2 separate regions of the Capsicum annuum genome follow, and region 1 is linked to region 2. Evidence: chromatin contacts called from public Hi-C data. All regions are on one chromosome and are shown on one strand. The core of a region is the stretch at or near the end of the contact, and the rest is flanking DNA. Distances in the headings are between cores, read along the strand shown. Region 1 has its middle 17 kb from the start of LOC124899915. Region 2 overlaps LOC107874935 (a long non-coding RNA gene).

Region 1 (5,545 bases), core at 2,232-4,731, 130 kb before region 2:
GTGAAAAATTACTAGATTAATTAATTAAAATTAGTGCTAAAGTAAATAAACAAGCATAAATTGCAAATTATAAGTGAATAAAAGATTAAAAGTTAGAGTTGGCCCCTTTTTTGACCCATCAGTGAGCTGCCCAGCTTTGGGCTTCAAATTTTCTGAACTTTAGGTCCATTTCCTGCATCCATATCAGCTGTATATTGCAGATTCATTCCCTGCATTTTTTTTGTGTATATACGGTGTGTATATAACCGTATTTCAGTCACATACACATAACTTCAGCCCTCCCCCAGTATAACCAGCTTCCTTTTCCATTTCCATTTTTCTGCAACTGTATATTTACGCATATCTGCAGTATACCAGCATTGTATTGATCTAATCTCTTCATGCATTTGTCCATTTTGGACTTGATGTGGGTCTTGACTCAATGCAAGTTGGGTTTAACCCAACGAAATGCGAGGGAAGAGAGTCCGAGGGACTCAATGGAGAAGTCCATGCATAAGAGACAAAAAGATACGGATTAGTATCCATACAAGTTCGCTATAAGGATGAGAATTAACCAAAAGAAAGAAAGCAAAATTAATGCACCCTTGTCCTCCGCGAGACACAAATCATAATATGTAATTACAATTCAAGTGATGATTTTTCGTTCACATCCGTTTAATATCCTCTACATCAAAAAAATATACTTTGGCATGTTTAATTTATAAACGGGATAAAATGTATCATAAAGATGATAAAAGAGTAAAACAAAATAAAGTTGATATGAGTTTGATGTACCAGTAAGTTTTTTATAAATGAGTTAACATAGGCAGTTTATCAACTCAAAGAACATATCAACTCAAAGAACATGTATTGGTTTCAAACATAATCAAATGAGAAAATAGTCAAAAGCCCCCCACCTTTAACCCAAATTCCAACTACACACTTATACTTTGCAAGGGTCCTATGACCCCTTTGAATTATTTTAAAATGAAACTATTACCCTTGAACTATTTTAAAGTGGAATATCTACCCGTCTAAAAACTAATACTCAGATTTAATTTTAATTTATGGTCTACACGCGCTGCCACGCGTCATTCCACATCATATTTCTTCTTTTTTTTACTATAAAAAATTAATTCCACATCATATGCCATTCAATTCTTCTTCTTCTTCTTCTATTTTTTTTCTTCTTCTTCAATGACGACTTCTTCTTCTTCTTCAATAGCATAATGAATCATATGGAATTCACACAATAGGTAATCTTATTAAAATCAAATCAACAATAAGTGTCTCGCATGCAATTACGTCTTTAATTTATAATACCGCAGACCCTTTTTTTTCTTTTCCATTTTTCTTCTTCTTCCTCCCCGCTTAAAACTTCATTCGTTTTCACTCCGCCAGCAATCTTGCTGTTTCTTTAGCCCCAAATTTCAATAAGTTTCTCCAGCTACCACTATAATTAGTTTTCATCGATATCGGAGTACAAATTTTTCAGGTAGCTACCACTATAATTAGTTTTTACTTTTATTGATTCTCTAGAAAAAATAAAAATACAGTGAAAAATACTTTCTTTCTTGCAAAAATCTAACTTACTTTCAATTTGAATTGATTCAACATTCTCACATAATTCGAGTTCTTGGATGTCATTGAAGAAGAAGAATAAGAATGGAAGAAGAAATGAAGAAGAAGAATTGAAGAACAAGAAAGAAAAATAATAATTATAATAGAAGAAGAAATGCCATTGATGAGTTCTTGAATGCCATTGAAGAAGAAGAAGAAAAATTGAAGAAGAAAAGAATGGAAGAAGAAGAAATGAAGAAGAAATAAAAATAATAATTAAAATTATATATATTCATTTAAAGAAATATTAAAAATAAATTTTTAAGAAATTATTTTCGTTCTCACTCTCTTTTAAAGAAAGTGAAACACACTCTCTTGCCATGTCAGCGTTTAAGGGTAATAATTCCATTTTAAAATAGTTCAAGGAGGGTCATAATCCTTGCAAAGTATAAGTATGTAGTTAAAATTTGGAGTAAAAGTTTGGAGCTTTTACTATTTTCTCTAATCAAATTGATGCCAAACTTTGCTACAACATGCAAAAAAAAAAAAGTAGTTTCCAGACAATAATTTCAACAAGTGGCCATATATTTCACAAAGAAGACCTCTATTTTCAATAGACTAAAACACTTTCAAACTCCTCAATATCATATTCAAATCACAAATGAGATCAATGAATCCGTTTACTCCAAAAATCAGGTTCTACTACTTTAAAATTACATAGTAATAAATATGAAACTCAATCCCTTTAATTAAGATTCACCTCCCCATAGTTAATGACAAACTGCACATCGATTGATATAAGAGGGAAAATATGGCTAAGAATGTTACACAGACTCACCCCCAAATTAGATTACATAACAGGACATCATATAACCACTGTCTTGATTCAAATCTGCCTTTAACACAAGCTCGGAAAAGATAAAACACCCAAAAAAGAAAACGACATCCTTAGCTTTTCCACGAGCATGACGTAATGGTGAACGATACTTCCATCATAAATTTCAAAACAATCCACATGCCAGTATACTATCAAAAATTTAAATTTTTCAAGAATTCGCACGTAATCGAATAAACTCCCAATGTCAACTGATTCTATCATCATTACCATACAATAATGCAACCAGACAAGTCCACTCTCATAATTATTGCAAGATTATGATATTTAAATATGAAGAAGAAAAATGCAACAGAGATGAAGTGTCACCTATTTTTGAATAGCGAACGGAGATAAACGGGCTTAACGATGTAACTTCTACCACCTAGACTCGATTCCCATCAATGAAATTTTGAACAGGCCTTCAAATTTTGATTCTTTTTTTTTGGATGTTCTTCGAGAATTTTTGATTAAGTGAGATTAGAAGCATGCGCCTCCAGAATCTCTAACGTTTTCCCCAAAAATCCCCCCTCTTCCCTCTAGCCCTCACTTTCTAGGGGAAAATTGGGGAGGGGGGAGGGGGAGGGGTAGGGTTTTCAAATTTCAAAATGTGAATTTGGTTGAATTTTTGAGATGTTTTTTGAATTCCACTTAAACTGAATTTCTGTGAGAGAGGTGAAGAAAAGACTTGGGGGTTACTTCTTTGCCCGAAATAGACTGAAAAAGATGAAAGCCCTCTGAATTTTAGCCATGAATGACTGTACGAGAGGGCAAAATCATAAATGAGGGGTCTGGGTTTTTTCCCGTTGTTGGCTGTCGTTACTCTGTTACACGACGTTGGCACAGCTGTTGTGTGCGTTTGATGTTGTTCGATGCTGTTGTGATAACGTTGCTGTTACAGTGTGATATCGCTGGGTTGTTGTTGTTGCTGTTACACTGTTGTTCTTGTTTGGAAGCTGTTAACGTTGTACGCTGTTTCTGGTTGTCGGTGGATTTCTGTATGTTAGAAAAGAGGATTAAAAGGTGGGCTTGAGTGGACAAATTCAGGTTGTTTTGGGCTGGTACAATTGTTATTGAATTGGGCCTTGCTGTGGGGGCTGGGTTGTGGGTTGATTTAGGTTGGGCTGAGGTGGAAGATTAAAATGGGTAAATTGGTGGCCTATAAAAAATGGAAAAGGGCTGAGTGGAGGGTTTTTGGGGTATTTTCAATTGTAAAAATTAGTCAATTTTAATTTAAAATCTAGCTAAATTGTAAATTAATCTATCAGTTGTATTACAATTGTGGTCTAATTAATTTCAATTACGTCCAAATTCAGTGAATCGACTAAATCGAATCAAAATTTGAAATAAATTAACAATTAATTTAATCCCGAGTTTCTTGATTTAATAAAATCAAACAAATATTTTTCAAAATAAATTATTTTTGAGACTAAATTATATTCGAATCAAAATTTTAACCATTTGAATTAGTTTTTAAGATAACCCTTGATTAAAATGTAATTTTTGTAAAATAATTATTTATATAACGAAATTATACAATCTCGTATATATGGATACAAAAACATATAATCGTTACTTAAGACGACCAAATTACCTATATAAATACTTGAGGGAATTTTTATTCGGATCAAATAAATGTTGTAATTTTATTTAAAAGCGACGAAATTTAGGGCTAAACTTGGTAGTGAAGAGCAAAAATTAGGTGTCAACATTTTTCATTATAAAGAACCACTTAAGAACCCTTCAAGAATTCTTTCTTCTCTCTCCATTTTTATTGTACTTACTTTATATTTCATAACAGTGGTAATACTTTTCTTGAATTGTAAAGAATGTCTTAAAATTATTTTATAAGCTTAATTTAATATAGCGAGTAAAATTGATTTTTTTAAAAATATAGATAAATCTCATAATTATTCTTTTTGAATAATAAGTTTAAACTCATGTTTTTTTTAATTAAAAATGAGCTTAAGGTATAAAGTTAATTAGTATATAAAATATAATTAAAATTTTCCTGAAAAATGATATTAATATTTGTGATATTTATAAAAATTAATGTATTGTATAAATTCAAATAGTTATTTAAGTTATGTATATAATGTTAATTTAGTATATTAACTTTATTAAATTAAACAAATGCATTAATTAAGAATGTCAAATAAGTATGTAGAAAAATACTACACTTTTTTCTCTGTTTTTAAATACTTGTCATGCTAATTAAAAATAGATGTATTCCATAAAATTTGTATTTTTTATTAAAAATATATATTTTATAATGTTCTTGTCATTTTAAAAAATCAAAAGGTATAATTTTATAAGTATTTATTTTCATCTTTATTTGTAGTCATAAATATGAAGATACATTATTAATTTAGTGTAAAAGAATTAAGTATTAAATTGAGAGAAGTAATAAATAGATAAAGCTAAATTAATCTGATTAGTCTCCACTTAATATTTTTCCTAAGAGGGTGCAAACTAATGCGATGAAGTATTTAGGAACGAGATGGTCTTACTTTCTGATCCATGTCCGACAAATAATTTCTATAATGCAAATTTTGGGGAATCTTTTATATATTTGGATATGCAATTCTGATTTTTCTTTAAAAAGTAATGACGAATTCTCAAGGAAACTCAAAGTGGAAAAATGGACATTGTAGTTATAGTTTTGTATGTTTAATATATTTTACCATGACAACTGAAGCAGTGGTCACAAGAAAGAGATGAAACGATATGAGACGTTAAGATCTGTTGAAGATTATCATCGTTGGGGTACTAGCGACTCGACAAGCATTGAAAAGTGCGTTACAAAATGGCTGGTCAAAGATTTAGTGGGCGTTTGACCATGAAAATTAAAATTTTTGATGTTAAGAGTTGAAGTTGTATTTGTCCATGAATATAATTGGAGTTATTTTTAAATTTTTGTGAGAGAAAGAAGATGAAAAAAAGTGAAAACAATTTTTTTTTGTTTTTCACTTTTTCAAATACAATTTCAAGTTTTATTTGAAATTCTCATTGCCAAACATCAACTTGAGGTTGCATTTTTCATAAAGAATTTTTTTTTTTTTCGAAAAAATAAAAAAATTCTCATGGCCAAATGAGCTGTTATATGGGACGCACAAAATATGGTGCAAGTGC
Region 2 (4,863 bases), core at 2,100-4,599:
CACAATTAACTTAATCAAGTTTCCTAATTATGTTTGACCATTTAAGTTGGTCAATGTCATCAATCCTTTATTCAAAATTTAAATGACACATTTCCTTCAATTTTCTGTAGAAGGACGGAAAATTAAACCATTAACGTTTTAGTGAAAAGCATTTTTTTGAAAGTAAAGTTGTTAAATTTGCTTTCTTGTTATCAAACAAATTAAACATTCTAATTTGACCAACAAAAAGGAACCAAGAATTCTAAGCTTGACCCATAACTCGTTCCCCATTCATGTGAAGATTCGTATAATGATGACAATTTTGAAACTAGCAAGTATGAGCTTTCTCATAGACAATCCGTACTGGGATGAGCTGTACGTATGTATATGCATGCATGTATGTGATTATAATATAAGTCTATATGTTGTGAGTTGACCAGTCTGGACTTGGGTTTGTGAGTCGTGACCGGCCAGTTAGTTGTTAAGCAGTCCATCCACACGAGCCATTATGGGATATGTTGTTGTCATTTTATTCCAATAAAGAGAATATTGTTTTGTGATTTTCCAAACAAACAATTCAGACCATACCATAAATTAAGAATCTAGATAGAAATAACCTACATGGACTTTTCTCACGAGATGAGTGATGAATTTGTAGTTTTTGGTTCACTTTAATTTGTTTACTATATTATAAATGATTTTTCATTTTTACTTATTCAATTTAAAATATCAAAAATAATTCATCACTTAGGACGTAAGCGCGGCCCTACTAATTATGTGGCCTAAAGTCAAATATTAAAGAGGTCTAAAATCTAGTTAACAATTTTTTTTGTTAACATAGACATTTAAAACATCTTGTGTCTCATTGATGACCATCATTATCCACCTAAGCTTCCACAAATGGAGGTATTCACATATCTGCTCATCCAGATTTAATATGTTTTATGAAATATTCAAGGTTATTTTAAAATTTTATTTGTCTAATCTTCTTAATTTTTTGACTCTAAGTAACCATGAAGTCATGATTAGATTAAAGTTCTAGAAAAGAATATTTGAAGTCGAAGTTTGTAAAAGCTACTTGAAAATTAAAGTTATATTTGAACATGAATTCACGTGATAAAATAAAAATTTATGAATAGTAGCTTGAGATAGAGAATTTGAAAAATATTTTTCGATCCTGTTTTTTCCTTAAACTCTTAATTCTATTCATCAAGTTGATTTGAAAAAGAATTAATTTTGATAAGCAAATAGTTGTTTGAAATAAAATAGCATACTTATGGACGATATACCAAAATAGTTTCATTCATATGAAATGATTTTCAAATTTATTTTGAAGTGGAATATAAAAATCAAACAAGGATGATAAAAATTTGTGGGCCTTTTAATATTTAGGACTTAAAGTGGTGCTTTAGCCGCTTCCTTTTTAGGACGTCATTTGGTATTGGGTATAAAATATAATAGTTTTGAAATAAAATATCAGATTATTTTATCATACGTTTGGTTGAAGGTATTAATTAGTCTCAAAATTATTTATCCCGCTATTTATATCATAGTGATGGAATAAGTTATCCATATACATGTTAGGATAACTAATCCGAGAATAACTTGTTCCCACTAAATGACCCCTTAATTCCTAATTTATTCTTGTTGTTAATTATAATTATTTCTCAAATTATTAAATTTATCATATTCAAAAAGCGATATAATAAAATTGTTATATTATTTATTTCTACTTAAAGAAATGTGTTAAGCCAATACTAGATGAGCAAAAATGGATAGAGAAAATATGTGAAAATAATTATAGTTTTTCATAGTTAGAAATGCATAATTTAAACCTTTTATTTATCTTCACTGACAAACTTTTATATCCACATAATTGTTATATGTATCTCTTAGATCTTTCAAAATTCGTTAGCTATTTAGACATTATGTCCTCCTGTCCTTTATAAGTCATTTTCTGACCATTTAAATATCGTCCAAAATAGGTGTTATTCTTAAAATTAAGGAAGGAGTTCATTTCTTCTTTTCCCAAAATTACTCTTGCTACAATAAATTATACTACATAGTCCAAAATAGGTGTCATTCTCAAAATTAAAAAAATGAGTATTATTTCTTTTTTCTTTCAAAATAACTCTTGCTACGATAGATTATACAAACAATTTTGTAAAAGGTTTTTCATTTATTTTTTTTCATTTTCGAGGAGTGTAGGAAGATATACTAAAGGAGTAATTTTTCAAGACAAAAATAAAGGGTGATGTAGTCAAACTACTTAATCTACTCCCTCTATCTCAATTGATGGCACTTTTCATTTTTGGATAATTAATTTAACTAATTTTTATTTTAATTTAAATTATATAGATTAATTAATATTTTAAAATTAAATTTAAATATTTAAAAATTATATGAAACATTATTTAATTATAATTTTTCTCATATAAATATCACTGAAAAATATATTTTATATTATTAATCAAAATCTATATAATTTAAATATAAAAAATATAATATATGTCACATAAATTAAATAAAAAAAAAAATTAACTAACTTTTTATCTGGTGGTTCACTCTGGCACCCTAAAAAGATGCGCAATGAAGATCAGAGGGAGTATCGCATGAAACAAATCACAAATTTTAAAAAATATGTGTTTTAAAATTTTATATACAATCAACCTATTTAAACATAATATATGAATTGACTCAAACAAGTATTCCCTCCGGTTCAATTTATTTTTTAATTAGACAATTTTAAAAGACTGCTTCTGTTTTGTTAATTTTAACTTTCTGACATATTAAAGTGATTACGAGACATTTGATGCTTTCTATATATTTTGAATTGAATAACACATGTTTAATTATATTTTTTATTTTTTACACTTTACGTTAAGTCAAATAATTAAATTGAAATGGTGTAGCATACATATGGTTCTTTCATTTCAAAAAGAATGATCGACTTTAACATGATATGAAATTTAAGTAAATAAAAAATATTTTAAATTTTATAATTTTAAATTAAATATATGTCAAAAATATCAAAATATTTTTTAATTTTATAATTTTAAATATGTCATGTGAAAAATTAAAATTAAAATTTAAAAAGTTCTAAAATAAAAAAAAGATCTTTTTTTTTTTAAAATATAATAATAATAATAATAAAAATAAGTTATTCTTTTTGAGACGGAAGAAATATTTTGTTGTTTAGTGAGCTGATGTGTACAAGGTCCAAATTGATTGGGGTCCAGTTTTTTTTTTTTTCTTTTCCTCATGTTCCGAAGGTCAATATTATTTTCCCTTTGGCTACTACCCCTCACAGTCGGGCGCGGAGAGGAATTTTAATCAGTGGTCAATTATGCCACATTTCAAAGTTCCTTACATGCCTATTATGATCTTTCAAGCACACGTTTACTTGCTATTTATAAACATGTGTCCCTTTGGTCGGAATTCTTTAAAAGCTTACTGTTATAATTTCAACCCGCGCACTTAATATATATATACTATATATGCTATGTGTTCCACTAATTTTATGTTGACCAAAATTCTTATTGACTCCTAACAAAGTGTACGTATTAAAGACAGATTTTAGTTTTTGTTAATCAACATGAACTATATATATATATACTAGATATTAAAGACCCGTGCTACAAATACTAGATATCAAAGGTCTGTGATATTAAAGGCCCATGCTACAAATACTAGATATTAAAGGCCCGTGCTAACATGGGCCCAATATATGTTATTTTTTAGTCTCAATTTATGTGACATAAATAAAATTTTAATAATTAATTATATTATTAATATTTTTTTAGATATTTTAAGTTGATAGTTATTGTAATTTATAATAATTTTTTGATATTATAATTTACTATTTTAAGCTTTTAGCCATTTATAATTTATAATACTCTCCTTGTCCAGACTTTTGTAGTGTTAATAGTCAATTATATTTTAAAAATAATTTAAGTTTCTAATTATTGTGATTTTTATAATACTTTTTCTTCTATGTCAATTTAAGTGACACTTATATAATTTCGAAAGTCAATCAAATATCACGGTTGAAGCCGCGAAATAGACATGTCTTAAATGACTCATAATAACTTATTAGAAGTGATACAAAAAAATTACTACAAAAAATAGTTGTGAAAAAAATATAAGCGGATCTCATATATAAGATGTCAAGTTAATTTAAAACATCAATAGTAAATTTATTATTTTTTTATTTATTTCATTCTTTTTATTAAATATTATTTTTTAATACTTAGATGACTCATCATAATTAATTAGAGATGAAACAGTACAATCACGATTGAAACAGACATATCATAAATAATTATTAAATATTATTAATTTCTTAATACGTAAATGACATATAATAATTAATTAAGAAATAATTTATTAGAAGTGATATAACAAAATTAATATAAAATTAGTTGTGAAAACAATTTAGACGGACCTCATAAAAGATGTCAAGATAATTTAAAACATCAATAGTTAGTTTATCATTTTTTATTTATTTTATCTTTTTATTTAATATTATTAATTTTTTTTAATACTTAAATAGCCTATAATAATTAATTAGGAATGAAATATTAAAATTACGGTTGAAGCAGTTGGAGCAAATATGTCATAAATATTTGTTTTATATTTTAATTAAATATTATTAATTTCTTAATATGTAAATGAGATATAATAATTAATTAAAAGTGATATAATAAAATCACAAAGAAAGCAGGCATGATGACCGCCTCCTACTTTCCTTCACTCTTTTATATATTAGAAAATATATATATACTAGGTGGGCATGGCCATGCTTGAGCGCGGACCCAATACCTGTTAAAACCATTAAATTCATTGCAAGCTTTAAGTCCCCATAGAATTAGCAAAGCTGGGGAT

Evidence for each region. Hi-C and Micro-C count contacts between places; a contact is called where the count stands out from the background.
Region 1: a Hi-C map of pericarp shows a contact between it and region 2, with 6 times the contacts expected there. The contact joins two enhancer-like sites. A contact is called at or near these places in 4 of 5 Hi-C or Micro-C datasets (bud, leaf, pericarp and 1 more).

What each region holds. Positions count from the first base shown.
Region 1 is chr6:165,607,282-165,612,826 of UCD10Xv1.1, reverse strand. No RefSeq gene overlaps it. Among protein-coding and RNA genes, the nearest start is that of LOC124899915, 17 kb to the left of the region's middle. Within about 2 kb of position 3,481, at least 5 of the 5 cell types and tissues checked have an H3K27ac peak or open chromatin away from gene starts, as enhancers often do. A contact at or near this core is called in pericarp, where this site is marked.
Region 2 is chr6:165,477,912-165,482,774 of UCD10Xv1.1, reverse strand. It overlaps LOC107874935 (a long non-coding RNA gene), which reads right to left. Exons shown (of 4, transcript XR_001675650.2): 4 at 4,702-4,863. Among protein-coding and RNA genes, the nearest start is that of LOC107874935, 5.6 kb to the right of the region's middle. Within about 2 kb of position 3,349, at least 1 of the 5 cell types and tissues checked has an H3K27ac peak or open chromatin away from gene starts, as enhancers often do. A contact at or near this core is called in pericarp, where this site is marked.